Regions from separate parts of the Zea mays genome. Here region 1 is linked to region 2. The links are chromatin contacts, called in public Hi-C maps. All regions are on one chromosome and are shown on one strand. The core of a region is the stretch at or near the end of the contact, and the rest is flanking DNA. Distances in the headings are between cores, read along the strand shown.

Evidence for each region. A called contact is a pair of places that touch in the nucleus more often than the background predicts.
Region 1: a Hi-C map of endosperm shows a contact between it and region 2, with 7 times the contacts expected there. The contact joins two enhancer-like sites. A contact is called at or near these places in 2 of 25 Hi-C or Micro-C datasets (ear and endosperm).

Annotation. Positions count from the first base shown.
Region 1 is chr3:123,091,278-123,093,977 of Zm-B73-REFERENCE-NAM-5.0, reverse strand. No RefSeq gene overlaps it. Among protein-coding and RNA genes, the nearest start is that of LOC100274591, 63 kb to the right of the region's middle. Within about 2 kb of position 1,372, at least 17 of the 20 cell types and tissues checked have an H3K27ac peak or open chromatin away from gene starts, as enhancers often do. A contact at or near this core is called in ear and endosperm, where this site is marked.
Region 2 is chr3:122,899,322-122,902,081 of Zm-B73-REFERENCE-NAM-5.0, reverse strand. No RefSeq gene overlaps it. Among protein-coding and RNA genes, the nearest start is that of LOC103650488, 20 kb to the left of the region's middle. Within about 2 kb of position 1,326, at least 20 of the 20 cell types and tissues checked have an H3K27ac peak or open chromatin away from gene starts, as enhancers often do. A contact at or near this core is called in ear and endosperm, where this site is marked.

The sequences.
Region 1 (2,700 bases), core at 123-2,622, 190 kb before region 2:
AAAAACAACCTGCTAATTAGAAGGGAACTTTCTAAGCTTGATCTCACTTGAAAACTAAAAGTCAAACTACAAATAAAACCTTATGCATCCGCTTTCTTACTAATCTCGAGGATGAGATTATTTTTAATGGGGTAGAATTTGTAAGACCCTAAAATCACATTTTGGGTAATTTAGGAAAGTTTATTTCAATATTTAAAAAATTATGTTTTGACACAACTGACTAGGTAAAAAGATCACCCAATATGTTAGATTGTTCCTTTCATTGAATTTTATACTTTGAAATACCCTCTGAAAATTTAAATGAAAGTGTTGACTAATAAAGATTTCAAGAATAGATAAATAAACATTTCATTTTAAAGTGAATTTCAAATTTATTTTATTTTTTTAATAATGTGAAGAGGATATTTAATGATGTGACTTATTCCTTATTAAGTTTATATGCCTTGAAGCATTCATTTGGAGGAACATAATAATAAAAATAAAAATAATAATAATAATAATAATAATAATGAATGGTATATACTTTGGATTCATGCTGGATTTTGTGTGTTGCATTTAAATTCGAACACAGATTTGAATTTGAATCTAACTTGGATTTGAAAATAGAAATACAAAGAACAAAAAAAGAATAAGGACAAAGCCGCACGGGCCAAAATCTCCTGGTCCAGCTTACCTAACGCCTTGGCCCAACTGCGCCCGCCAACCCTGCTGTGCAGCCGCCACCCCTGACCACCTACGAGTTCCGTTCGCGACGCTTACATGTGGGCCCACACCGTCAGGAGTGTCTTCCTGGAGCCATAACAAACTAGGGCACGATTCTATAAAAGTTTGGTCGACCTCGGGCGGACGGCCGTTGTGAATCCCATCCAAGCCCACCGGGTTGTTGTAACAACCGAAGCCTCCTCCGGTCAATTCGACCCCAGGCCGAGCTCCTCGGCAACAAACTCCAGCACTAGCTATATAGTCTACCCCATGAGATAGGGAGGTGGAGTGCGCCGCCATGGTCTGCCTCAAATGAAGTTAGGAATGGGTCGATGAAGGGGCCTCAGGGCATGTCCGGGGGCGTCGCAAAGCCATGTGGAGAGTGGGCGAAGTGGTGGTTGTGCGTGGGAGCCCTCAGATTAGGTTGAATTCCTCACCGGAGTTACATGTGCTCCATGGTCGGCCGAGTCATTGCCTCCAACATCGGTAAGACCCTCCATCATTTTGCCATGATTTGGGAATCTCATAGCGTCTGTCCAAGGTAGAAGTGGGCGCCTATGCGCCTGAGTAGTGTTCGCTGACATAGAACGTTGTCGCAGCACTGTGGCACCGGTGTGCTTGGCCACGGGGAGGGAGGTGAACCCTGGTCGTTAGTGGCCGGATGAACGGCTGGGATTGGGAGGAGCATACCGGTTCTGCTAGGGAATATTCGAGCCATCGATTCGAGATCAAACGGATGCGAATAGATCTTAGTAATTTAAAATCGTGGTCGTAGATCATAGGATAGGTGGCTAGGAATAGATCAATAGGATACCAGTTCACAGTTTAAATCGTGGTCATTGATCTTGTGAGATGCGGCTAGGATAACGTTTCGGCCCATGGAATCCTGTGCGTTGGATCGAGATCGTGCGGTTGATCGCGTGTACCGGTTCATAAAGTGCCCAAATCTAATGAGCACCATCGGACATGGATCCAATGGCCCAGACGCAAGGATACCCATTCGTTGCGCGTCAATTGCTAAAGAGCCCCTGTCTTTTCTTTGTATAAACATGTCGTCCTCGTCCACAGACAAAGCCTTACTCTAAGGTCCTAGAATTTACAAATTAGTACCTAGTATTCACAATAACACCCCTGGATAGTTTCCTAGTATAGAAAGAGTCCTAAAACTCGTTTCAATCATAACTTTTGCACCCTAACTCCGTTTTACTCTGTTCAAGTCGCGTTAGCTTCATAATAATATTGCCTACACAGTGACAGCATTATTTTTTTACCATTTCACAGGTTTTTATAAACAGATATTTATTTAACCTATGTTAGGTAAATTAATCTCTCTAATCAAAGTTAATCTGTCCATAAATATAATCTGACAAAAATATGATTTAGTTATAACTTAGATTAAAGTTAAATTAGATATTTATGTGTAATATTCTTCTCAAATGATTTATATTAATTAACATATGATATACTTTTAATCACCTAAAACTTTAGAAAACCATATCTTTTTAACCGTAACTCCGAATTTAGTGGTTCTCGAACCTACGTTCTTGTAGCAGCGCGTAGAATATTCCTACGCAATTTGTTCTCATGTTTGGTGTAATGTTATTTTTATGTACTCCTTGTATATTTGTATGTGTTGTTATGAGTATGTAACACTATAAAAACCATCAACTAGAAATAATGCATTTAGTTATAATGCTAATTATGGCAATAAATTTTTCATTCAAGTGTTTGTTATTTATTTGCATTTAAAATAATTTTTGAATTACTCATGATAGATTTTTGGATGTTTAATAGAATTTCTTCTTAAATGAAAATCCAAATAAATAATATAATAATTATTAGTCCAAAAATAAAAATTTTATTTATAAATAATTTTGGTATAATTATTATAAATTTTAGGGTTATTTAAAAATATATTTTGAAATTAAAAAAGAAATAGAAAAACACAAAAAGGAAACCCTAACCCTAAGGCCCACTAGGGGCCCATGGGAGCCCGCC
Region 2 (2,760 bases), core at 77-2,576:
TACACCTCTACCAAGGAAGCGAGGCATGGTAACACTACGGGGCCTTTACAAAGTTCCACTAGCTTCCGAAAACCCGCTACAATTTATGGGAAGAGCACTTGCATGAATACCTCTTCTGACCGCCATCGCAGCAAAATCAACCCGAGAACCTCCCTGCATGCAACTCCCCTACTGCCCTTGCCCCTTTCGGGTAAGGTAGTCTTCCACTAGCTTTCCTAATTAGTCAGCCAAGGGCGTCCCATTCCACCCTTGTGGTCGCACGTGTTTCTCAAGTTAAGCTCCATGTTCCAATTAAAGATAATGATCTTGACATGAACATAAATAAAATAACAGAATAATTGGAACATGGATATAATGAAATATTAACCCAAAACCATATAAAGCAATAGCAAACTACCCAAATGATTTAGGGGTAAACAAGGTAAAAGATAATCATATACTAGGGTGACCTATTGGGTCCCATCAAAATTAACATATGCATTGATAAGTGATAATAAAGAACATTATTGGGTAAAAAGTGGTCAAGGGCATAACTTGCCTTCAATGAGCTCATGCTCAGCAACTTCTATCTGCTGAACACCGGGATCCTCAGCCACTGTCTCTTCTACTCGCCACAATACAAACAAGCATAGTATAAAAAGGAAATTAACATGACACCAAACATGTATATAAAATACATATTAATAACCTACATATTAAAATAAAATCATAGGAACATGAATCATTAATTTTGGAGTTATAAATTTTAAGTTATGAATTTCCAAAGATTTTATGTGTTTGATACAAGATTAATTAGGATATAAATTTTAATATGGTTTTCATGTTAAAACAGAGACACTATGTGATAAACAACATTTACAAAATTATAGGAGCTGGAATGGATTAATTTGGACTAAGTATGAATTTTATATGAATTAAACAAGTTCTAGCATTTATTTTTACATTTAAAACCCATTTCCATATTTATTTATCCACTTTATATGTTCTCTGGACTGCGCGTCAATTACAGAAAAGGAGAGGGGTTTCTACGCAAGATATTCTAAGACTCAGAACTCCCTGCCAACGGACCGCAAGTTGATTCATAGATTTTCTAGGGATTCTTTTGCATAGGTGGATCAGCGAAGGGGTATAGAATGTTCTCAGTCGTCCGATCCGAGTTGTACAACTTAGATTAGATCACGCGAAGGGGTAAGCTTTGCCTAATCCATGCCGACCATTACCCGACTGATGGTCCAGATTTAAAATCCCTCAACTCATCCTCACTCGTCCGAGATCAGCCTCCTCGAATTAGCATCTCGATCTAATCGGGACCGTCACTTGCTCGATCAACGGCCGAGGCACCCGACCAGGCTACACTACCTCGCTGCACTCATCTGCACCGTTGACGCCGCCATCTACGGCAACGACTTCATCTTCTACCTCCCGCTTGCCGACAGCGCCCGCGCAAAAACAGCCACGACAGCATCTCGTCGATGACTGGTTGCAGCGGCGCCCCAGCCTTCCCCGACCTATCTAATGATTCTAAAACACAGAAGGAACAATCACGAATCTGATGGGGAAAATCTTACCAACACTGGCGGCACACCGAGTTCCGCCCACGGTGCTCGACGATTCCACGGCCGCCCGTGGTCGATGGTGAGCAATTCCTTCCACGCCAGCAGGTAATCGCTCCCGAGGACGATCTGTACACGTTCCACGTGGTCTCGCGAAGCTCCCCGACCACCACCAGACTCCGCAGGCACGGTTGAGGCCGACGACTCCAAGCTTTCCACGCCGCCGACCCGCACACCCATGATTGGCCCCCCACTCAGTTGCGTCTGTGCTCCTATGGTCGCGGAGATAGGGAAAGTGGAGACCCGGGACCCCGTCACAGCTTATAGGGGCCGCACGGTCTGGAAAAGGGGCAACGAGCCTTCCCCCATTCACGGCGCACTTCCGTCATGCCTGGCGAGGAATTTTGGATCGTGCCTGACGCCACGGGCCCACAAATCTAGAGATAGCGAGCGAGGAGCAGACGATCCAGCGGGGCCCAGTTTTCAGTGACGAACGGTGCGCGCTCTAGTGCGTTCAGGCTAGCCTGCGGGCCTAGGGCGTCGGCGCCGAGTCACTGAACCGAGCACCCGCGCGTGGCTGACTAGACAGGCCCACCTATCGGCGCAAGGGCGTCGATGGGCTGCGCTGAGGTCAAGGGAAGATGGGCCTGATTTGGGGTTGGCGGCCCAGTACAATTGTTTTCTCTTTTTCTTTTATATCTTTTTTTCTTTTCCTTTTAAATTTTAAAATTCATAAATTTAAATTCCATTCAAATTCAAACTTCGTAATAAACTTATCTTAACATTAAATATCCAACTCAACATGGCATGAGGTCATCTTATCTATTTAAATATTTATTTTGTGATTATTAGTGCCTCTCTTTTCTCCAATTTTTAGGATTCCAATTTGAGTCCTAAATTCCAATTCAAATTCAAACTTGTGGTAAACCCACACTCAGATTATAATATTGTCGGCGTTTCGAACCCGGGGGGTCCCTGGACCGACGAGTAAATTGTCGCCGCGTGCCCCAGCCCAGATGGGTCGGCGCGAGATGGAGCGCGAAGGGGAGAAGAAGCCGGAGGGAGACAGGCGTGAGAGGTGAAATCCCGCGGCCTTCGTGTTTGTCCCGCGCCCAGGTCGGGTGCGCTTGCAGTAGGGGGTTACAAGCGTCCACGCGGGAGGGAGCGAGCGGCCTTGCGCGAGCGCCGTCCCGTCCTTCCCCGCGCG